2 separate regions of the Mus musculus genome follow, and region 2 is linked to region 1. Evidence: chromatin contacts called from public promoter capture Hi-C data. All regions are on one chromosome and are shown on one strand. Each heading gives the region's core, a stretch centred on a gene start, on an enhancer-like site or on the middle of the called end of the contact. The rest is flanking DNA. Distances are from core to core; before and after follow the strand shown. Region 1 overlaps Septin8 (septin 8). Region 2 holds the start of Kif3a (kinesin family member 3A).

Region 1 (7,514 bases), core at 3,400-5,899:
ATGTTCACCCGGATCAGCATCTCCCGCAGCTTCACGAAGTCACAGTGATTCTCATTCTCCACTAGGAGCAAGGGCGGGAGAAGCATGAGACGGGCATGCACGCAGGTGGAGGTGGGGAGGCAACGGGGCAGTGGTCGAGTGGCTCCAAAGCATCAGGAGGCAGGCAGGCGTGCAGGTGGACGTGGGATGGTAAGACGGGGGGCCTTGGTGGTCCCACAGAGCAGAGCAAACATTCAGATGGTGGGGGTACAACAGACAATGGTTGGGAGCCTCGTGGTAGCATGAGGTAGGCGTGGAGACAGAGAGGAACAGCCCAAGAGTGGCCAGGTGCCCTGGGGAGCTCCACAGAGTGAGGTGACCATGCAGATGGGCAGAGGATTAGCAGGACAGTGGTTAGTGGCCTCAGCTTGCAGGTCAAGAGACTGAGCCAAGGCCCCAGTTGGGGATGCGCTTGCCGGACACTCACCCTGCACCACACCCCAAGGGTACTGTCGTGCTCGAACCAGCTTATTCCCCACCTTCACCTCCTCTGTGCTGCCCACCACGGCAAAAGGCAGGTGTGCCTGAAAAGGGGTCCAATTGTGTGTGAGCGCTAGGCTAGAACCAGGGGCAGACGCTCTTACCACCCCTGCACTCTACAGAGGGCCTACCAGCCTTTTGCAAGGCTCTGGGGTCAGAGGCTGACTTCCTGTAGCTTTCAGAGCACTGTTCCATGAGAACAGAGAACTGGGTATGCCTGTCTGTGTGGTGCTCTTCTCAGGAGCAAGAGAACTCTCTGACAGAGACAGTAAGTTGGTTCCTTCCGGATTCCCAACCCCTGGCCACGCAGCTCCTCATTCCTTCATGCAACACATTGCCACCCAGAGTAGGACTCGAGACACTCAGATCTAGGGCACCCTTCGTGCAAACCCAATAAACAAACAAGGCCTCTGATCCTGTGCCCACAGGATCCCTGGGAGGGATGTGACGCCCACCTCTGTGTTGGAGATGCTAAGGATAACATCCTGGCAAGTAGGGTTCCCAGGGGCTGCGTTTCAGATCGGTGTCTCTAAGCCCTCTGGCTCTGGAGCCCCGAGCAAGGCCCTGCCCCCCTCCCCCGACTCACGTTCATGACTGCATTAATCTCGGCGACAGCCTCGTCATCGGTGGGAAACTGGTAGATCTGGACTCCGTTGCTGACCAGCTCACCCATGATCTTGATTTTGAACTTGTGGAGCTCGCTCTTGGAGATGGTGTCAGCCTTGGCAATGATGGGGATTATATTCACCTGTGGAGGTCAGGGGACGGGGCAGCAGGTCGGTTGGTTATTTTAAGTATGGTCACTGACTGTGGACAAGCACTGGGAGCAGGAAGCCAGCTGCTCCAGTGAGCCACAGCCACCTGCGGCCACCGTGCTGGCCGGAACTGTAACAACGTAGTGTTTCTAAAGGCCCTGGCGGTTTGGTCATTCTGGACATACTCAACTTGGACCCAGGATGCTCTGAAGGTCTTAAGTGGCCCAGGGCCTGACAGAAAGAGTAGTGGTGACCAAGCTACCCACCCACTAAGCAGGTAAGGCGACGCAGGAGTAGCAGCTTTGGAAAGGGCTTAAACTCTCCCAAGCCAAGGTTACCCCACTTTTCATGGTGATAATTAACCCTTGAGATGGAAAGGCAGTCACAAGGGCTGAGAGATCACTATGAGGGACACTTGTCCTCCAGGACCCCAACCTCCCTTGACCTCTGATGAGACTGTTCTCTGCCCTGATTCCTGAGTCGTCATTCTCCTCTCCTAGTGAGCTCAGAAGAGAGCCGAGGAGAAGCCATGTCAGAGAGCAAACAAAGAGGCTGAGATGATGGAAGGGGACACTGAGTAGAGGATCAGCAGGAGGAGGAAGTCATTTCACAAGGCACAAGGGACAAGACTCCAAAAGAGAAGGAAAGGCCCAGCCTGGAACAGGGCTCTGAAAAGTTTAATGACAGCCACAGAAAACCAAGACTCCAGAGAGGACCAAGCCGACCACGGCATAGCCTAATGCAGCCACCATACCCCCTTCCAGAGGAAGGTGGCAGAGGTCAGGTGACAAGGAGGGCCATGTACCTTGCTATCTAGTTTCTTCATGGTCACCAGATCCAGGGACTTCAGGGAGTGCCCGGTGGGCGTGATGAAGTAGAGGCAAACATGGATCCTCGTGTCGTGATAGTCAAAGAGGGAACGGCGGATCTTCAACTCCTCCTGCAGATAGTTTTCAAACTGCGCGTCGATGTAGTCAACTATGGGCCTGTAACTACAGACAGCTTTATCACCTGGGAGGCAGACACTGGCCACGGCAGGGCAGCCCAAAGCCCAAGCCGGGATCTTTCCACTCTCTTCCCTGGGAACAGCTTTGCCTATCAGGTAGAGAAGGCTGGTTGACCCCTTCTCCTGTAGCCTCCCAGAAGGAGTCTGCTAATGGCCCAAGACCTCAGCCCTTCCCCAGCAGCCTTCCCAGGTCACCTTAGGGCTATATAATGGGGCAGTGTGACGCATGAAGCGCTTGAGCAGTGTTAGGACGGCGTCAGCCAGCACCGTGGAGACTAGGTGGGGCCCGCCCTTCCCGCCTCTTGCCTGTCATCCTTATTGATCTGATCGCCAAAGCCCACAGCATCCACGATGGTCAGCTTGAGATGAACGTTACTCTCTTGGAGGTCATAGGTCTGAGGCCGCAGGCGCACACACTCTTCATGGTGACTGGCTTCTTCAGTCTCAAAGGTCGTGTTGAAGAGTGTGTTCATTAGCGTGGACTTGCCAATCCCAGTTTCGCCTGGTGTGGGGAACGGCAGGGAGAGAAGTGAATACTAAGACCAGAATGGGGCTGTCTCAAGCTGGCAACTAGGTGAGGTGGATTCTAAGACCTGTAGCTCCTGAATGAGAGAAGGAAGCCTCTATCCCACTCCTCATCGCCCATCCTTGGTGGTCTCTGTCGTAGCTCAGTTGTGGAGTACTTGCCTGACATGTGTAAGGCCCTGGGATTCCATCCCAGCACATGCATGTACACACGTACACACACAAAACCAGGTCTGTGAGATGGCTCAGAGGGTAAAGACACTTGCTGCCAGGCCTGATAACTCACATGATAGGAGGAGAGAAGCAACTGCTCTACTTCTCAACTTGCCCTGTCATGGGCTCCACAAATAAAATGAATAAATGTGTTTAAAAAAAAATAGGAGAAGGAAGGAAGGGAAAGAAAAAATATTCAGAAGGAAGAGTCATCAAGGAAGCCTTTGGTGTAAGACATAACCGTGCAGGGTATGTGACATTCCCCCAGGAGTAGGGAAAAGGCAGCATCAGGCTATGGAGAGTCCACTGTATGCTGGACCCAGTCACAAAACACAGAGCCCGTACTGGGCTTCATCCTTCTTAGGCCAAGGCAGTCATGGGTCCACAGGAACAGGACCTGAGACCATCAGTTGCTGGTCCCTGGGCAGCCTCAGGTCCACATGGTCTCCTTCCCAAGGGACACCTGCAGAGTCTGTGCCTTGGACACATGGAACCCTGCTCCCACCCCCATCAGGTTCTGTTTGCTCCAAAGTGTATTAGAGATGTCCTCTGTGTTCTGGTGTCAGAGCAGGGTCTGGCTTACCACTGTCTCCTTGCCACATGGTAAGAAAGAGACATTCTTTAAAGATTTTTTTGTTTTTGTTTTTGTTTTGTTTTTTTTTGTTTTTCCAGACAGGGTTTCTCTGTATAGCCCTGGCTGTCCTGGAATTCACTTTGTAGACCAGGCTGGCCTCGAACTCAGAAATCCGCCTGCCTCTGCCTCCCGAGTGCTGTGATTAAAGGCGTGCACCACCACACCTGGCAAGATTTATTTTTCTTTATGTGTGCATGTGCAGTTACCTATGGAAGCCAGAAAGAGCTGTCAGGTTCCTTGGAACTTGAGCTATAGGCAGTGGTGAGCCATGTGACGTTGGTGCTGGGAGCAGATGTCCAGTCCTCTGGGAAGCAGCAAGTGCTCTTGACTACTGGCTCATCTCTGCAGCCTTGTAAAAATTTTAAAATTTATTTATTTTATTAAGATCTATTTTATGGGGCCGGAGAGATGGCTCAGCAGTTCAGAGCACAGATCGCTCTTCCAAAGGTCCTGAGTTCAAATCCCAGCAACCACATGGTGGCTCACAACCATCTGCAATGAGATCTGACACCCTCTTCTGGTGTGTCTGAAGATAACTACAGTGTACTTAAATATAATAATAAATAAATCTATGGGCTGGAGCAAGCAGGGCTGGAGCAAGCAGAGGTCCTGAGTTCAATTCCCAGCAACCACATGATGGCTCACAACCATCTGTACAGCTACAGTGTACTCATATACATAAAAATAAATAAATAAAATCTTTTTTTAAAAAAAGATTTTTTTTTATGTGTATGGGTATTTTGCCTGCATGCACAGATATGTGTACCACATGCATGCCTGCTACGGTGGATCCCCTGGAACTGAAGTTACTGACAGGTGTGAGATGCCATATAGGTGTAGGGAATTGAACCCGGGTCCTCTATAGGAGCAGCTGAATTTTTTTTTTTTTAAAGAAATGAATGAACAGTGGCTGGTGAGATGGCTCAGTGGTTAAGAGCACTGGCTGCTCTTCCAGAGGTCATGAGTTCAATTCCCAGCAACCACATGGTGGCTCACAACCATCTATAGGGGGATATGATGCCCTCTTCAGGCAGGCAGATGTATATGCAGCAGAGCACTCGTACATTAAATGAAATAAAGTTTAAAAAAAAAAAAAAACAAAAAAAAAAAGAAATGAATAAACTACTGACTGTGACTCTCTGGTGAGAAACACCCATTTTTAGTGCTTAGACAGCACTTTCATGGGCTCACTTCTGTTTCCTCTTTGTGGCAACTCTTGAGTCAGATCTTGGATCTAATCCCATTCTTGACCCTGGCAGAGGCAAAACTAAAGCCTGGACCCAATATCTCTCTGCTCAGGACCCCCAAGCCCCAGCCCCAGCCCCAGCCCCAGCCCCAGCCCCAGCCCCAGCCCCAGCCCCAGCCCAAGACGGATAGGCGGCCAGCACAACAGAGCACCGGCTCCAAGAAGTCTCATCCATTTTTGCCGCTGGCCAGGCCACTTACCCACACAGAGTATGTTGAAGCTGAAGCCCTGAGTGACTGACTTGCTGACCAGCTGGTCAGGGAGGCTGTCAAACCCAACATGGCCGCCCAGGGACAGGCTCCGGGGCTCAGGCTCTGCGTTCTGCCAAGAAAAGCACAGTAAGACAGTGAGCCCCCAGGAAAAGATGTGTCTGTGTGAGGCTAGCCCTGACCCTGGTGCACTTTGGAGACAGGGTGGCTTTGAACTTGCTATCCCACTGTCTGGTCTCCAAAGTGTTCAGATAATGAGTGTGTGCCACCACACCCAGCTCCCTGGTCTTTTTCGTTAAAAAGGAACTCATGTAGTCCAAGATAGCCTTGAACCTGCGACAGAGCCAAGAGTGACATTCAGCTTCCAATCTCTGTTTCCACCACCTGCATGCACCCCATGCGTGGGTGATGTGGTTCAAGGGACCCCAGGGCTTTATGCATGTTGGGTAAGCACTCTGCCAGTTGAGCCTAATCCCCAGCCCTCCTCTGAATCTAAAAAAGCCCAAGAGGCCCAGGTTGGAGAGTATATTCCAGGAGGCAGTTCTGGGGGAGGTGGGAATGTTACCACTCCCTCATAGGCCTTTCTTTCTAACTGAGTGTATCAGAGGGCTCTCCTGTCAGGCTGGGCTGGATCTCCTCTATGGCTGCTTCCACTGCTCAGGTATCCAACAGAGTTCCTGCGGGGACCTAGCTAGCAGAACGACGGAGCCAGAACTGGGGCTCAAGCAGTCTTCTGCTTCCTTCTCAGTGGTGGTCTCTGGAGACATCAGGCTCTGAGATCTCCAACCTTACTAAAGCCAGGACTGTTTAAAAAGAAGATTCTGGGAGAGAATGTGGAGGTCTGACCTCAGCAGAGATGAGGGCAACAGGCCCTAAGAGTGCAGGAACCACTGGATTTGGTCCATACCACTACTAAGAGAAACCATGAGTCCCAAAGACAGAGTCACGGCTGGACTCATCTATGTGGATACTTGCTCTGGCTTCCCTGGGAGTGGTAGTAGATGTCGCCCTGAGAACAGCTTCCCAGACCCACCTGGCTCCGTGTTGGGCAGAACCATGCCTCTTTCTTTCTTAGTGCCTATGCCCTACCCACCACCAGGGCCAGGAAGCTGCACAGGTGTTCTTCAGTCTCCCATGTCCACAGCCCCAAAGTGGAGCCCTCAGCAGTGTCATGACAACCGTTTTATAAATGTGGACACAACACAGTGGGCAAAGGAGTCAGGAACAGACAGAAGGCTGTGTGGCTCCTGCCACCCAAGAGCCTCCTCAGCACCTGGACACCCACCCTCTGCAGCCACACCCTGCTGCCTGTACCTTTTGGCTTGTACCTCTCTAGCCAGTCTGGCCTCTGGCACAAAAACCCAACCCGCCTTAGGGTATTTACATCTGTACCAATCATGCCAAACTATGTCTACAAGCATCCTAGATTTTATGTGACCTTTTTACCCATCTCAAATAAGCCAGGTTTACCGTAAACCTGTTTTCTCCAAAGACTCTTGTTGGTACTTATTTTTCATGACCCTTCTCCTTACTGCCATCCCCAGGGCATTGTGTCCCAATCTCCCCACTCAGGACAAGTCCCTTTAGGACTGCATATATCACCTGACAAAGGCCCACCAGGCAGCTTTCCTTTCTTGGTACCCACATCAGAAGCAACACAGATACACCGACCTTCCCCTGACTCTTCTGCCTGGCATTCCACCAGGCTCAATTCCAGCCCCACTGGTTACTTCTAAATTCCTGTGTGTGTGTGTGTGTGTGTGTGTGTGTGTGTTGGGGGGTAGGGAGGGTGTTTGGTGTCTTTTGAGACAGTCTCAAGCTGGTTTTGAACTTGCTGTGCCAAGAACGACACTGAACTTCTAACTCTCTCGCCTCCATCTCCCAGGGCTGGAATCACGGGAACTTGCTGACGTACCTAGTTTTATGCGGTGCTGGAGAGCAAGCCTAGGGCTTTGGGCATGCTGGGTGAGCATACTGCCAACGGAAGTGTGCCTAGGTCCCCCCTTCTTTTACATTCATTCCATTCATCCATTTATCTACTTATTTATCTACTTATTTATTTGTTGGGTTTGGGGCTCGCCCATGCGACAACGCTCCTGGAGGAGTAACAGGGCAGCTTGTCACTTTTCTTCTTCCACCTTGTGGGCTCCAGGGATTGACTTTAGGTCAGCAGCCCTGGCGGCAAGCGCCTTTACCCACTGGGCCATCTCTCAGCCACAAAGTCCACCTTTTAAAGCTCATCTGCTTTCCTGAATTCCTGGGCTCTGCGGGTAGGGGGTGGGGGGTGGGAATGTGTCAACATCTCTGCCTTCTTGCTGGCATCTATTCCTAGCTGGCGCCCCCCCCCCCCCACGCGCACACACAGCACAGCAGGCTATCCCAGACAGTGGTCCTGTTTCCCCTGCAC
Region 2 (7,514 bases), core at 2,247-4,746, 35 kb before region 1:
GATTTTACCGGGCATTACTTATGCAACAATAAAAGCAAGCTGCACAGTCACTCACCATTGTAGCCTTCCAGAACAGAATCAATAATTGGTCTTGCAGTTAAGTTATACACATCAAGTTGTTTACTTTCTGGTCCAAAAACAGTATCGAAAGTAAATGTCTTTGGAGGTTCGTTGGAGGAATCGGTCTTATGGACGGTGATAGTTCCCCTCATTTCATCCACGCTGACGGCCTGTCTATAGCACATTGACTTCTCTCTCTCATTGAGAGGCCGGCACCTAACCACCACCTTCACATTATCGCAGCTTTCCGGCTTCTCCGACTTATTGATCTGGTGGAGACAGTGTTTACAAAGAGTGAGAAGAACATTCCTTTTGCTCTAAATATAGTTAGAAAAGTCTACTTTTCCACCTCAGCATCCCGGATGTGCTAAGACTTTACAAGCCTTCGATAAATGCAATTAAAGATCTCTACATATACAGAAAGGGTTTATAGGTATACAAATGGAGACTGTTTCTTTTGCAGTACAAAAGAGGGAAGAGAAAAACTCTAATTTACATCTGAAGCAAATGCTTCAAGTGGAGAAAATGAACTAGTTAGTATACAGGCATTAGCTCAACAGTCCACACAGCTGAAGTTCCTGCCTGAAAAAACAAACAAACAAACAAAAACAAACAAACAAACAAACAAACACGCGTGAAGTGGTTGACAAGCTTTATTAAGAATCTGAGGTCGGACTGGAGCGATGGCTCAGTGGCTAAGAGCACTGGCTGTTCTTCCAGAGGTCCTGAATTCAATTCCCAGCAAGCACATGGTGGCTCACAACCGTCTGTCATGGGATCCGATGCCCTCAGAAGATAGCTACAGTGTACTCATATAAATAAAATAAATAAATCTTTTAAAAAAAAAATCTATGAGGTGAAGCTGTGGTACATACCTTTGATACCAGAACTCCTGAACTCCTGGAGGCAGAGGCAGATGGATCTCTGTGAGTTTGTGACCAGCCTATATAATATAGTGAGACCTTGTCTCTTGCTCTCCCATGACATCTAATTTCATTTCCTAGAATGCATCTGTAAGATTTTTACCATGTGATACCTCCATATACGGCTTTCCTCTCCACCCAAGACAAGTTAAGGACGGAGAAGGCCAATGACATACAGAGAAAAATGTCTTATGAACGTTTATATGAAGTTTTGATTGTCAAAATTTTACATGACAAAGATCCTAGGACTGCCATGAATATGTTTCTCTCCAGTTTGGCCTTCATCACCCTAGGCTAGGTAGCATCACCTGGGCCTTCGTTCGTCGACTACCTACATTCGCTCCTGAATCTAATTAAACCACCCTTCCGTCTGCCCTCTTACACGATGGTGTAAACACAAATCAAATCACATTATTCCCCATGTAAAAATCTCCCCAGATGACAAGCCAAAAATGTTTAGGAGGTACAGAAAAGCCTCTAGGCTTTACCAAATACTCTTCCTCCTCTCAGAGTTTCGTGATCTCCTCTTCCCTGCGGACTTTCCTCGAGTCCTTCGGTCTAGAACATTCCTCATGCCCTTCTTCACTTAGGTGACATCTACTTATCCTTCAGTTTTCAGCTCAGCAGTTCCCATGGGAACACTTCTCTGACTAGGTCAAATGCTTTTTCTATTTAGTAGACTCTGAGAGAGAGCTTTTAAAGAATACATTTTGACTCTGGGTTGCTCCTTGACTGATGTCTGTCATGGTATATTCATCTGAGATTCAAACAAGGAATCAAGGGTCTGAATTCAACCCATAAAATCCTTTTATTTGCCTCAAAGTATTTTTGTTTTGTTCTGATACTGGGTCCCATGAAGCACGGGGCAGCCTAGAATTCTTTATGAAGCCAAGGATAGCTTTGAACTTGAGACAGGATTTCTATGTGTAGCCTTGGCTCTCCTGGAACTTACTCCATAGACCAGGCTGGCCTTGAACTCACAGAGATCCGTCAGCCTCTGCCTCCCAAGTGCTGGGTTTAAAGGTGCCACCACTGCCCGACCAGCCTTAAACTCTAAATCCTCCTCCCTCAACCTTTCAAAGTGTTGGCCAGCTGGCTCAAAGCATTTTTAAGTATTTTAGTCATCTGCTAAAACTGAGAAACTTCACAAATATAGCAATTTAAGTCTTTTGAAAACAAAAGTAGATCTGTTATCTGTAGGCCAGCATTCCTTTATGGAAACCTTTTCCAATTCACCAGATCCAATTTCTGCCATATGCAGATTACTCACTTCATTTATTAAGGCTGTCTTTTCTCTGTTAAATGTATATGGTTTTCACCTCTTCTCCAAAGTCAAAACTTTGGTAATGAGGCTGGAGAGATGGGCCAGTGGTTAAGAGCACTTACAGAGGACCTTACAGAGGACCTGGGCTGAGTTTCCAGCACCCACATGGCAGCTTACTACTGCTTTTAACTTCAGTTCCAAATAATTCCATGCACTCTTCTTCCTTCCCCTGGCACGTGGTGCACATACATACATACATGCAAACACTCATACACATAAAATAAAAATTGAATTAAAAACACCTAGCACAACCTTACCGCCTGCATAGTTAACATATATACGGCTAGTGCGCAATCTTTGTTGAATATTCATTATTCAATAAAGCAATAAATATAAACAAACACTGAGCATTTTGTGCTAAATGTCAAGCCCTGTCCTTCAAGTGTCCTGTGCATTAATTTATTTTGCCTTGATAAAAACCCCAAGAAGGAAAGTTTAAATGTGTAGGAACTAAGGGCCCAGACGCTGTAAATAACCATCGAAGGCCCCATAACCAATATATAATCTACCATGGCTCAAGTCTTCTCCAATGGGACTTACAACCACCCCCTTATTATGGCACGATAACAATCCGTGAAATCCTAGGAGGTAACCAAATCGCCACCGCATACTCGCACAAAGACACCTACAGGTTACATTCTGCACCATAAGCTAAGGTGCCCGCTCGGAATGACAGCTTATACCCAGGGAAGTAGGGGGCCAGAGCGTAGACTCTGGGGTTCCGAGCATCCGCAAGACCATGGTGGCCACGCGCAGCCACCAAGCCTCCACTGTCCGCGCGGTGCTTTTCTGTCTGGCAGAGCAGGCCTGGCGAGATGCAACGCGTTCCGGGGCAACTGGGCGGGTCCCGAGCGGCCCCCGATGCGTCCGGACCCCAGCCCCGCCGCCCCACCGCCCTTCTCCTCCAAGGCCTCCCGGCCTGGCCACCCTGCCCCGCCCGCCGCGCGCTTCTATGGCAACGGCCGCGCCCCCGAGCAGGGCCGACACGATGAGCCGAAGCCCCCGTGGCCGACTGTCCATCCTCACCGGCATGGTGGCCGCGTCCGGTGCTCCGCCAACGTCCCCACTCCGGATGCAGCCCAACAACACCGGGTTTGGGGGCGAGGCTGGCCACAGGCGACCGCAACACCTTAGCGCTCCAGAGACTGCGGCTCACACAGCTACAGAGGGCAGTGCGCAGGCGCACTCTGAGCTCGCCCCGCCCAATCTCGGGTGTCCTGGGCTCTTGAAGTACGCATGCGCAAGGCCTTTCCGCGTCCATCTCCATGGACGCTAGACTGGGGCAACGCCTGCGGGGTGCTGCCATCGCTCTGCTCTGTAAAGCTGGTTCATGTTGAGGCCACCAGGACATCTGACCCGCTCAGACTGCCAGGAGCTTCCGGCGCTGGCAGTGTCCCAAATATTGAAAACAACAGTGGACAATAGCGTACCAGATTCTGATGACTCCTTATTTTATGAGGAATATCAGGGGTTGGGTTCTGTTTATCTCTACTATCTGTCTGCACCAAAAGTTTGAATGAACAGGACCCTGATCCAGCCATATGAGGAGAGAGCGGAGACCAAGGAGACCAACAGGCCAGGAAGGTAAAGGGGGAAAAAAAGTGAAAATGACCAGCAGAGTCAAAATGGATGGATTATATAGGGAAGGACCCCAGAAGGGCAGCTCAGCACCTGGGCCGGAAGGTTCACGGGGTGGACTATGCCAGCCAACCCTGTAACAGGTAGGGACTGAGGGATGCTGGGAGCATCCAGGTCTGCTTTAATATGTGAAAAAGGCACCTCAACCATTTGTTGGGAGTTTGAGACCTAACTCAAAGGAGAAGCTCCGTCTAAATAGCCATTTGCCCAACAGAACTGCTTAGGGTTTCTCAGTTATGGGAGAGTTTGTTTTGTTTTTGGTTTGTCTTGGGGGGGGGGGTTTCTCACTGGATAGACCAGGATGACCTTGAGCTCACAGAGATCTTTTGACTCACGAGTGCTGGCATTAAAGGCATCTTCATCACACCCGGAAGTTATAGGAGAGTTTAAGTTGCAAGTAATTATAAAGTGTGTTCTGTGTTAACATTCAAAATGTTCATCTTGGGTCTGAAGAACTGGCTCAGCAGTTAAGAATGCATACTGATCTTGCAAAGGGCTGGAGTTAGGGTCCCAGCACTCAGGTCAGGCATTCACAACTGCAGCTCTAGGGGAATCCCATGCCCTCTTTTGGTCTCTGTGGGAACTGTACTCACATGCATATATCCACTCATAGAGACACACATATACTTAATTGTAAAAAAGTCTTCTTTTGCTGGGCAGTGGTGGCGCACCCCTTTAATCCCAGCACTTGGGAGGCAGAGGCAGGCGGATTTCTGAGTTTAAGGGCAGCCTGGTTGACAGAGTGAGTTCCAGGACAGCCATGGTTACACAGAGAAGCCCTGTCTCAAAAAAAAAGAAAAAAAAAGTCTTCTTTCAAAACTTCCTCTTCAATACATCACAGTTAGTCTTGACTATTAGAAACATGTTTTGTATTACTTCTCAAAGATGCTGAGTAGGAGAAGGTAAAATACCCATTTCTTATGGTCATGTAGACCACCATTGCACAGCTGTTGCTAATAAATGACAACCCCCTATCCTTTCATTACAGTTTTATACTTATTTATGTAAGTGTATGGTCCAATACGCATATGCCACAGCTCATATGTGTGGAGGTCAGAGAACACCTTTCAGGAGTTGGTCTCCTCTTCTTCTTTCCCTGTGTGACCTCACTGATGGAGCTGAGGTAGTCAGACTTAGTGGCAAGCACATCTACCCACTGAGCAATCTTGCTGGCCACTAAAGTTTTTGGTTTTTTTTTTTTTAAGATGTCTCTATTCTAAATGAGTCTTGAAGTGGAAAGTTCTGGTTTCCTTGGAAAGTTATGCCAAGCAATGTTTTGCTGGGGCACAAAGGTGAAAGGATGTCTTGCTAAAGCAAACACGTGAAAGACTGTTTTCCTGAAGCAGACACAGGTGAAAGGGTGTTTGGATAGAGCAAACTCATGAAAGGACCTGTGATGAAGGAGTAGAAACATGACCCCGCTGACAGTGGGAGACGAGCACAGAGCACTGGTTTGATTTGCTCCACCTCAATATTCTTCTCTAACAACATTCATGTATTGGTTCGCCTTACATTGAGCTCAACTCTGATACTGAGAGAAACTCAACAAAGAAACTGCTCATAAGGTTCCTATGGTAGCTTGCTGCGTCTAAGGCCTCTCCTCAGGCCGGTTGACAAGCCTGGCAACTTCTCCAGGATTGAACTACAGTTGCTGGTTCGTGATTGGTGTCTGCCTGCCAAGAGGACTGGAATGTAGTTGTTGGTTCATGGTTGGTGTCTGCCTGCCTAGAGGACTGGTCTGAAGCTGCTGAGTTGTATTTGGTATTTGCTATGGGACTGATCTGCTGACCAAGAAGATCAAGCTCACCTCCAAAGAACTATCGTTGAACAGGTCCACTTCCCTCCATCCTAATAACGTGTCTCTTCCACTCCCTCTGCTGAGTGGTAGGCTAGAGGAGAGGTTGAACCCTTCTTAAAAGTAGGTTGCAAAAAATTTATGCTACAGAATTCATGTTCCTAGTTATGCCTATTTTACCTTGTAAGATCCTGCATTTGAATGTATGTTACATTACATCATACTATACTACACAGAGCTATATAGGCCACCACGAGCCTCTTGAGGCTAGACACTTTAAGATGGTTTTTCCTCTTTGTGTTACTTCTCTGAGATAGTATTTGAATGTTTGCTGAAAGACTGAAATGAATCCGTTTCGAGTATATTGCTTTATGTTCAAATGCCTTCCACTGATGTAAAGGTTTTTGGTTGTGTAAAAAAATCAAATTATTAATACTATACAAAAGTTAACATAAAAGAAAAATGGCCATCATACATCGGATCCAGAAGCATGGGGAGCAGGCCTTCCAGAATGACTGCGCTTGTAAGTTTATTTCCTGTACCACCAGCAAAAACAGAGCTACTTTGGAGTAAGTCCAGAGTCTCACCTGTCTCACCACAGCCTAGTGCAGAACCTGGCCCAGAAGAACCAATGATCCACCCTCCTTCCACCCAACCTCTCCCCTGAGCATCAGTCCACTAGGTTGCATAACGGATATTTTAAGTTTATTCTGTCAAAGTTTAAGTCCTGTTCCCCAGTCCTCTTGGCCTCCCTTCCTCCACACTATCCCTGTCACATATACACAGAAAGGCTCCATCTAGGCTTCCTCCTCTCAACTAGAAACAGAATTCTGACAATTGCTCTGCTCAAACCCCAGTGTCTCTCTTCCACCCCAATCCCAATCCTTCAACACAGCCCATTGAAGAATCTGCCTTAGCCGGGCAGTGGTGGCGCACGCCTTTAATCCCAGCACTCGGGAGACAGAGGCAGGCGGATTTCTGAGTTCGAGGCCAGCCTGGTCTACAGAGTGAGTTCCAGGACAGCCAGGGCTACACACAGAGAAGAAAAAAAAAAAAAAAGAATCTGCCTTAGAGTAAAACCAGAGCTTGATTCTTACCACTGTGGTACACTCTCCATGCCTTACTATACTCAGAGTCGGTTTCCATAACAACATCTTCGAGGGGCAACAACTGTGCCTTGGTTGAGTCCTTGTCTAGTTAGCCCGAATCCCTGGGTTCCGTTCTAAGCACCACCACACAAAGCTGGCACAAATGGGCAGAGGCAGGAGAATCGGAAATTCAAGGTCATCCTCAGCTCCATGCTATGTCTGAGACAACCTGAGATCCAGGAGACAAAGGAGGTCAGGTGTGGCAAACCCAGAACTTGGGAGAGGCAGAGACAGGTAGATAGATACCTGTGGCTTCAAGCCTAGGTGTGTATGTATAGTGAGTCCCAGGTCAGAGCTGCACAGTAAGATCTGTCTCAAACAAAAACAAAAAACAAAACAAAACAAACAAAGTAATGAGGGTCTGGAGAGACAATACAGTGGGTAATAGCATGGACTGCTCTCCCAGAGTTCCTTGCTTCAATCCTCATTCCACATGGTTACTCACACTGTAACTCCAGTTCTAAGGGATCCAGTGCTCTCTTCTGGCTTCCTTGGGCACCAGGCATGTCCATGACACGCATGCAGACAAAACCCTTATACATATGAAATAGTAATAATGGTTTAAAAAACAAAGAGGAAGAAAGGCAGGAGAAAAAGTGGAGCAAGGGATGAAAAGGAAATTTCTG

The links. Promoter capture Hi-C pulls out the DNA fragments that hold promoters and counts their contacts.
Region 2: a contact with region 1 is called in a promoter capture Hi-C map of macrophages, with 6 read pairs. The contact joins the promoter of Kif3a here to the enhancer-like site in region 1. A contact is called at or near these places in 2 of 39 promoter capture datasets (erythroid cells and macrophages), 1 of 15 datasets of contacts at CTCF or cohesin (the NIH/3T3 cell line), 9 of 484 Hi-C or Micro-C datasets (the N1E-115 cell line, cortical neurons, cumulus cells and 4 more), 7 of 115 datasets of contacts at active chromatin or transcription factors (SST interneurons, cardiomyocytes, double positive thymocytes and 3 more) and 4 of 9 other capture datasets (adipose tissue, embryonic stem cells, liver and 1 more).

What each region holds. Positions count from the first base shown.
Region 1 is chr11:53,529,701-53,537,214 of GRCm38.p6, reverse strand. Septin8 (septin 8) reads right to left here. Exons shown (of 10, transcript NM_001347496.1): 2 at 5,099-5,219; 3 at 2,587-2,782; 4 at 2,080-2,266; 5 at 1,106-1,267; 6 at 467-563; 7 at 1-61. Among named protein-coding and RNA genes, the nearest start is that of Septin8, 14 kb to the right of the region's middle. Within about 2 kb of position 4,649, at least 19 of the 459 cell types and tissues checked have an H3K27ac peak or open chromatin away from gene starts, as enhancers often do. A contact at or near this core is called in macrophages, where this site is marked.
Region 2 is chr11:53,563,351-53,570,864 of GRCm38.p6, reverse strand. It overlaps Kif3a (kinesin family member 3A), which reads right to left and starts at 3,496. Exons shown (of 18, transcript NM_008443.4): 1 at 3,334-3,496; 2 at 56-329. The coding sequence starts at 3,339. It overlaps A430108G06Rik (RIKEN cDNA A430108G06 gene), which reads left to right and starts at 3,552. Exons shown (of 2, transcript NR_168001.1): 1 at 3,552-4,028; 2 at 5,151-6,211.